Linked DNA regions of Sus scrofa: regions 1 and 2 are each linked to region 3. Evidence: chromatin contacts called from public Hi-C and HiChIP or PLAC-seq data. All regions are on one chromosome and are shown on one strand. The core of a region is the stretch at or near the end of the contact, and the rest is flanking DNA. Distances in the headings are between cores, read along the strand shown.

Evidence for each region. A called contact is a pair of places that touch in the nucleus more often than the background predicts. HiChIP or PLAC-seq counts read pairs in DNA pulled down with a chosen protein or histone mark.
Region 1: a contact with region 3 is called in a Hi-C map of fetal skeletal muscle, with 4 times the contacts expected there. The contact joins two enhancer-like sites. A contact is called at or near these places in 2 of 5 promoter capture datasets (fetal liver and liver), 35 of 47 Hi-C or Micro-C datasets (adipocytes, adipose tissue, alveolar macrophages and 18 more) and 2 of 2 datasets of contacts at active chromatin or transcription factors (alveolar macrophages and skeletal muscle).
Region 2: an H3K27ac HiChIP or PLAC-seq map of skeletal muscle shows a contact between it and region 3. The contact joins the promoter of ARHGAP10 here to the enhancer-like site in region 3. A contact is called at or near these places in 1 of 5 promoter capture datasets (liver), 23 of 47 Hi-C or Micro-C datasets (adipose tissue, alveolar macrophages, blood and 14 more) and 2 of 2 datasets of contacts at active chromatin or transcription factors (alveolar macrophages and skeletal muscle).

Annotation. Positions count from the first base shown.
Region 1 is chr8:81,102,159-81,104,858 of Sscrofa11.1, reverse strand. All of the region lies in intron 9 of PRMT9 (putative protein arginine N-methyltransferase 9), which reads right to left. Among named protein-coding and RNA genes, the nearest start is that of PRMT9, 27 kb to the right of the region's middle. Within about 2 kb of position 1,283, at least 21 of the 83 cell types and tissues checked have an H3K27ac peak or open chromatin away from gene starts, as enhancers often do. A contact at or near this core is called in adipose tissue and fetal skeletal muscle, where this site is marked.
Region 2 is chr8:81,023,128-81,025,827 of Sscrofa11.1, reverse strand. ARHGAP10 (rho GTPase-activating protein 10) reads left to right here and starts at 1,327. Exons shown (of 23, transcript XM_021100659.1): 1 at 1,327-1,758. The coding sequence starts at 1,605.
Region 3 is chr8:80,886,666-80,889,365 of Sscrofa11.1, reverse strand. It overlaps ARHGAP10 (rho GTPase-activating protein 10), which reads left to right. Exons shown (of 23, transcript XM_021100659.1): 6 at 1,804-1,914. Among named protein-coding and RNA genes, the nearest start is that of ARHGAP10, 140 kb to the left of the region's middle. Within about 2 kb of position 1,280, at least 15 of the 83 cell types and tissues checked have an H3K27ac peak or open chromatin away from gene starts, as enhancers often do. A contact at or near this core is called in adipose tissue, fetal skeletal muscle, omental adipose tissue and 1 more, where this site is marked.

The DNA of each region.
Region 1 (2,700 bases), core at 34-2,533, 220 kb before region 3:
TGCTGTGACCTGAGATTGATCCCTGGCCCAGGAATTTCTGCATGCCATGGGCACAGCCAAAAGAAAAAAAAAAGGTTACTAAGCTTTTATATTTTCTCCTACATTTTAATCTAGTATGAATGAATAACTCTTAAGAATGAACACTTCAGGTGTTCCCATCGTGGTGCAGCAGAAACGAATCTGATTAGGAACCATGAGGTTGCGGGTTCGATCCCTGGCCTCATTCAGTGGGTTAAGGATCTAGCATTGCCATGAGCTGTGGTGCAGGTCAAAGACCCAGCTCGGATCTGGCATTGCTGTGGCTGCGGTGTAGGCTGGTGGCTACAGCTCAGATTAGACCCCTAGCCTGGGAATCTCCCTATGCCATGGGTGCAGCCCTAAAAAGACAAAAGCCAAAAAAAAAAAAAAAAAAGGAAAAGAAAAGAATGAATACTTCAAAACAACAACAAAGGTAACTAGAGACTAAAGTTTAAGTTTGTAAAATAGCTTATTTTTTCCTTCCCTTTTTCTGGGAAGGTTGGTAACTAGTAAGACAGATGCTTTTATTCCTTAGCCCAGAGACAATCTATCCTCCCATTCCCTAACTTCATCCGCTTTCACCAGTCATGAGGCTAAAGATAACAATAAGAGGCCGAGGTGAGAGTCTCCTCATACCTCTGACCCCAGAATAACCCCAGATGACCTCAGATGTCAGGTAAGCCTAACATCCAGGAGAACCTGGTAAAGAGACAGTGCAATAGCTTAGACTAAAGCAAAGGAGCACTGGTTCTCTGCGGTTACCCAGGAGGTGTTTGGAGAGAAGGGAAGAATACTGGCTAAAACAATGATTATGGGTGCTATTAAGCATTTACTTCCCAGAGATGCCACATCCTGTGTGGCAACACACAGGACAGCCCTACATAAGAGCTGTCCCCTCCCCACCCCCCAAAAAAACTGTCCCACACAAACTGCCAGGAGGACCCCTCCCTCTTGAGAAACACTGGGAAGGGGAATTATAGGCAGCTGTACATAATGCACTAACATGACTGATCATTTCGGCCAGAACATACTGTCTGATTAATTTTTTTTATAATCAAAACTCCTTTCTAAAAATCCTTTACAAGGTTCCACTTAAAGAAAATATCCCTGTTTGAAAGCTTTTCCTCTAAAATAAGGAACAAGACAAGGATACCCACTTCCACCACTTCTATTCCACAGAGTTACTGGAAAACCTATGTAAGGCCAGCACACAGCCAAAGAGAACACCGGGTAGGTAGGACAGTGGGAAAATCTGTGGCATCTACTGGCCATAGCCCCTCCTCTAGGCACAGCAACTGCAATCAGGAGAAAATTTCCAACTCCTGGCTTCTCCTTGGGGAGAGAAAGAGAAGAGTGGAACTTATATCCAACATGCCAGCCTTTCAAGGGGCTGCTGAAGAGACTGGTTTCTGACTTGCCTGAATCTAAGTGGTGCAGGAATGGTTGGGGACCCCTGAAAACAAAGGAGATCCCTTGGCTTTTCAAGCACTAGAGTCTGCAGTACCACACGTGGACATTAGGGTGAGCTCTAGCACCATGACTGGCTCCAGCACCAGGAACGCTACAGTACTTCAGACAGACACCAAGGGAAGCCCCTGAGGAGAAACAGGCAAACCTCTTCACTAGGCGATGATACACAAACCCAGAGAAGATGCATCCCCAGAAAAGGCTTGAGAGGTCTCCAGAATCAACAGCAAGGCTGAATGGTAAAGGTCCTCCCTGGGAGTTCCCATTGTGGTGCAGTGGAAACAAATCCAACTAGTATCCATAAGGATGAAAGTTCGATCCTTGGCCTCGCTCAGTGGGTTAAGGATCTGGCATTGCCGTGAGCTGTGATACAGGTCACAGACAGAAAAAAAAAAAAAGTCCTGCCTGCATAGCCAGAGAGTAAAGAATGGAAGAGATGACTGTCCTTTTTTTTTTTTTTTTTGAAGCCCAAGCTCTAGCAAAAGATAAGGCACACAAAGAAACAGGAAAACATGGCTCAATAAAAGCAACAAATTAAATCTCCAGAAACTGACCCTAAAGAAACAAATTACCAGAGAATTTAAAATAACTCTTATAAGAAAACATGAAAAAATGAAATCAGGAAAATGAGGCATGAATAAAAGGAGAATATCAGCTAAGAGACAGAAACTGAAGAAGAACCAAGAAGATATTCTGAGCTGAAGAATATAACTGAATTGAAAAATTCACTACAGGGATTCAACAGCAGACTTGACCAGGCAGAAAAAAGAATCAAAAGCAAAAATAGACAAATGGGACATCAAATTTTAAAACTTCTGGGAGTTCCCACTGTAGCACAATGGGATCAGCAGTATCTTTGGAGCACTGGGATGCAGGTTCAATCCCCAGCCTGGCACAGTGGGTTAAGGATCCAGCTTTGCTGCAGCTATGGCTTAGGCTGCAACTACTACAGCTCAGATCTGATCACCAAACTCCATATGCCACAGGGTGGCCAAAAAAATCTGTATATGAAAAGACACAGCAGAGTGAAAAGGCAACTTGTGAAACGTGAGAAATATTTGCAAATCATACACCTCATGAGGAGTTTAATACCCAGGATATATAAGGAACTCCTATTACTCAACAACAATTAAAAAAAATTTTAAAAATGGGCAATGGACTTGAATACACAATTCTTCAAAGAAGATACACAAATGACCAGTAAGTATATGAAAA
Region 2 (2,700 bases), core at 78-2,577, 140 kb before region 3:
CTTATATTTTCTCCTCCGTAGACTCCAGTCCCCTGCTGATTTTTAGCAGGAACCAAGCTTTTCAACCATAAAAATTATTAGTAAAACATTTTGAACTCTCCAGAGGATGGACATTAAAAGCAATAATGTTTATCTGTTTATCTGTAGGTTAGCCACTCACAGAGCTGTTTTGTAACAAAAGAGCTTATCGAGTAGGAGGCTTAGTTAACTTTTTCCTGAGGGTTACACTCCTAGCACAAGCTGTCCAGAGGCTCAATTACCCAGTTCCCAGTCTGAACCTTTTAAAGAATCACTTTGAGGTCTCTCGGTACTATTAACATCATTAGGGGACCTATGTATGTAAACATATGTTGTGAGCCTGTAGAAAAATGTATGTGGAGTCACTAGTGTGTGCCTGGCACATAATAATTGCTTAATAAACTGTTAGCTGCTTTTATTAAAAGTTAATCTAATGAAAAATTGGTTTCTTTCAGGTAAGGATTTCAATAATTTAAAATGTCTCAACATTTGGGGGACACATTTGAGTTGTTTTAGGACAAAGGGAATAATATCCTTTTCTAGGGGCATTGACAAATTCTCATTTGACCATCATCCCCGACCTCCTGAAAACTACCCCGAACCTGGCATCTTCGTTCCAGTGGTTATTTTTAGAATAATAAAGATCGACTCTACTTATTCAAGCGAATTTAATCCGCTGAATACAAGAGAAACAATTCTTACACGATTTAGACACCCTCTCCTTCCCCCTAAGTCGTCAGTGTGGTGACATAGACGAGTGTAAGAGCAGCTCCCCGCCCTTAGCTTTCAATCTAAAGCGGAGATTTAGCAGGCATTTTACTTTAGATGGGGACGGAGAATGGGAAATAGAGAGCCGTTCACAACTCAGGGTCCACTCCAGGATGGATGGGATATCGGACTCATTTGTGTCCTCTAGCAAGCCGGACCTCTGAGTTAAGTCGCCGGGTAGCGGGATTAGAGATGCTCTGAAGACGTCCCTTCCCGGTCTGGGTCAAGCTGCATCGGGGGGAGCAGATAGTGAGTCACCCCGAAGAGGGGGGCCGAAGAAAAGGCGTGGCGCCCGGGTCTGGAGGAGAGCCGCGGGGCGAAATTCTAAACCGAGGGAGCCTCGGAAGGAAGAGGAGGGGCCACTGCGCGTGGGGAAGAGTAGGAAGAAGTGTCGTGGGGAAGGAAGGGAAGGAAGGGAGAGGAGGAAGAAGGTGGCGGAGGAAAAAGAAGAGGGCGCTCGGCCAGCGCGGAGAGGGGCGGGCCGGGAGGCGCCCGGGCGGGGCGGGCTCGCGCCTCCGGGAGGGCGTGCAGCGCGGGGCCGAGCGGGGCGGGGCCGCGGCGCCGGAGCTTTGGCAGAGGCTGCCGGGATCCCGGCGCCCGGTTCTCGCTCCCCTCGGCGGTGCAGCTCAGTGCGGCCGGCCTCACCTCCGCGGGACATGCCGGCGCTGCTCTCGCCGCGCGCCCGGGACTGCTAGCTTCTCCCGCGCTTCCTGCGCGCTCGGCCCCGCACCTGGTGGTGGCCCCGGAGCCCGGCTTGGGCTGTGCGCTCGGCGAGCGGGCGATCGGGCGGCTGGCTGTGCGCGCGGACCGCCGCCGTCATGGGGCTGCAGCCTTTGGAGTTCAGCGACTGCTACCTCGACAGCCCGTGGTTCCGGGAGAGGATCCGCGCCCACGAAGCAGAGCTGGAGAGGACCAACAAGTTCATCAAAGAGCTCATCAAGGACGGGAAGAACCTCATCGCGGCGACCAAAAGTAAGAGGGAACCCGGGCGCGGGCGGGCTGCGGCGCGGCGTGGTTAGGAGGAGCCTCTCCCGGAGGGAGACCGACAGTCCCGTGCCGGAGGGCCGGCTGCCGGAGGATCGGGAGACTCATTGGGGACCGGGAGGCCCCGGGATCGTTCCTTCCGGGCTCTCCGGGCAGCCGAGGGCGAGTCCCCTTTCCTGCCCTGCTCGCCTGCGCAGCGGCTGAAGCCGGGAGCTGTGCGTCCGAGCGCGCCGCCCGCCAGCCCCGGGGCTCCGGCGCCTGCTTTCCCCGCCGGACCCGCCCGCGGGCAAGTTCTGTTGCCCCCTAGAGCTGCTCACTGTCTGGCCCGAAACAGAAACGTGAGTTTCTTGGCTTGTGACCTCTCCCAAGAACTTGCCTGGGGATTCTTTGAAAACCTGCTGGGTGTTGAATTGTTCACAAGTCCCTTAAACCGTACACTTTCCGTGCCATTTGCAGATCTCCTCCAACAGTCTCAGCCTGGGTCCCTTACTGAGCTAAACCAGAAAGTCCACCTGGCGTTGTGGCTGCCTTCCGCGCATTCCTTCCCTCCTCCTGCGCTGAGAAGGGTTCAAAGATTGGGGCTGTGAGGCTGAGCAGACAGCCTGCCCTCTGGCCGGAGCCAGCACTGCCTGCAAATAGGGAATTCCACCCCGGCCAGCTTGCTGCTTTTCTCTTCTCCTCTCTCTCTTTTGAACAACTCAGAAGTGGCCAGGAGGGCTAAGATGTACCTACATTATCCGAAAAGAGCTTTTCTAGGAGAGAGGTGGCCTGAAATTCGCGCTCCAACAGAGTTGGTGATGCGGCTGGAAATGGGGAGGCATTAACTTGAGTGAGGCGCTGGGCAGCCTGACCGCACCTGTAACCCATAGCCGGTTCTGAGGGATCAGTCCCCCTTCTTCCGTCTTAAAAAGACCTACTCGGAGTTCCTGC
Region 3 (2,700 bases), core at 31-2,530:
TCAGCCTCTTGTCCCAGCTCCCAACAACCACCATTCTACTTTCTGTCTCTGTGAATTTCACTGTTCCAGGTACCTTATGTCAGTGGAATCGATACAGCATCTGTCCTTTAGTGACTGGCTTATTTCACATAGTATAGTGTCCTCAGGGTGCATCCATGTGGTGAAAGTGCCAGAATTTCCTTCCATTCTGTGGCTGAATGATATTCCATTACACGTACAGATCATGTTTTTTCTTTTTTAATCTCTTCATCCGTTAGTGAACACTTGGTTGCTTCTGCCGTTTAGCTGCTGTGAATAATGCTGCTGTGAATGTGGGTGTGAGTCCTTCGCTTTCAGGTCTTGTGAGTGCACACCCAGAAATGGAATTGCAGGATCATATGGTAATTCTATTTTTAATTTTTTGGAGAACTGCCGTACTGTTTTCCATAGCAGCTGCATCATTTTACATTCCCGCCAGCAGTGCACAAATTTCCAGTTTCTCCACATCTTTACCAATACTAGTTATTTTCTGGGGCTTTTAAAGATAGGTTTGTTTTTTGTTATTTTCTGTTTTATTATGTATTTTATATTTTAATTGCATTTAATTTTAATTTTATTTATTTTATTTTTATTTTTTGCATTTTAGGGCCATACCTGTGGCATTTGGAGGTTCCCAGGCTAGGGGTCGAATCAAAACTGCAGCTGTTAGCCTATGTCACAGCCACAGCAACGCAGGTTCCGAGCCTCATCTGAGACCTACACCACAGCTCACAGCAACGCTGGATCCTTAACCCACTGAGCGAGGCCAGGGATCGAACCCGAATCCTCATGGATCCTAGTCGGGCTTGTTAACTGCTGAGTCTCGAAGGGAACTCCCTATGTTAATTTTATTTAATTTTAATTTCATTTTATCTTTTGCAAGGTGGTACGTTGCGGTTTTGATTTGTATTTCCATAAATGATGGATGATGCTGAGCATCTTTCCATGTGTTTAGACATGGCTTCTTGCCTCTTTGGAGAAATGTCCAGATAAATACTTTTAGAAGGAGAATTAGCCAAGTTAGGAAATGCATGATGCCTTAGAAGAATGTTGGCAAGGACGAGCCGTGTCTCTGCTGTTCTTCTGTGGAGCCGTCCCCTCTCCCAGTTCCTTTCTCATTAGAGAAGACAAGCTGGAACCTTTTTTGGAATGGTCTTCTGACCACCTGCTGCCTGTGCCCTCCCAGGGGACGGGACCTGGTGAGGGCTTAGGAGCGTGACTGCGTGCAGGTGGGCATCAAGCCCAGGCCTGCCCGAGAGAGCCAAGTTCCTGAGATGGTGCCACGGCCGCCACTTCCTCACCTGCTGCCTTCACTCATGAGTGCTGAGGGGACGGGAGTTTGTCCCCCCCTCTTTCCCAGGCCTCTTCATTCTCAGGGGATTAGTTAATGGAAATAGTGTTTCTGTAACTTGGATTTTATGTGGATGGCTCTACCTTGGGTGTCGGTTGTGGTTGGGGGTAGGTTTTTCATGAAGATATGACTATCTGATCTTGAGACTTTTGGGATCCATCTCAGCTCAAAAACAGGGGTCGGCCAGCTCGTTCTGCAAGGAATCAGAGAGTAAATACTTCAGACTTTTGCAGACCACAAGCTCCCTATTGCAATGACTCAATTCAGCTGTTGTAGCAGGAAAGCAGCATAGAAGATACAGAAATGAGTAGACCTGACTGTGGTCCAGCACAGCCTCATTTAGGAAGACAGGCAGCAGGGACTGTGCTTTTGCAGACCTTGGGTAAAGACTTTGACTGCCTCTAATTGGACTGCCCTTCCTTGTTTTAACATAGGCAGATATCCAAGTGGAACAGAACCGGCAGCACTTTTATGAACTGTCTCTTGAATATGTGTGTAAGCTTCAGGAAATCCAAGAGAGGAAGAAGTTTGAGTTTGTGGAACCTGTAAGTATAATAGCAAGTTGCTCTGCTCATTGAATTTTGTGTGATAGAATGGGAATGTGTTTCTTTCAAGATCTAATGTATGGATGCTGGAGGCCTTGGGGCGTAAACTGTAAACAGGGGACCTAGAGATCTGGGAAGGCCAAGAATCGCCTCTCAAGAGTGGTTCTCTGCCTTCTTGGCCCAGCGACATCTCAAGGACTTGGCAGACAGGTACAATTTCTGCCATCCTAGTTGTGACTCCACCCTTGAAAAAAGAAATCCCTCTGAAAGAAATTCTTTTGGAATGTGACCGCAGTAGTGTTTATGGGATGACCTTTATTCTGCAAGGGCATCCATCCAGACTTTGGTACCTTCAACCATTATTGGTAACAAATTATTTAATACTATTCACAGTACTTAGGCAACTTAAGGAGCCATACGTGGAACATTTGAAACTGTTTTGTGAGCTACCCTGACATTTCTTTATACTTGTTTTTGAAACACATGATTTTTGTTTGTGCTTATAAAGATATACTCTGATAGCTTCAGTTATTTATGTTCATATATATGTGAATATAGGTATCTTGTGAATCAAAATGTAATGGGTATTTCATACTGTGGGTTTTAGCAAAAAAAAAACAAACAAAAAACACCCCCAAAAACCCAAACCCTAGAGGTACACTGAGATTCATGATTTTCAAGATTTTTTTTCTGGGGAGGGTGCGGCGCTGTGGGGGGCTGTACCCTTGGCGTGTGGAGGTTCCCAGGCTTGGGGTCGAATCAGAGCTGCAGCTACCGTCATGCAGC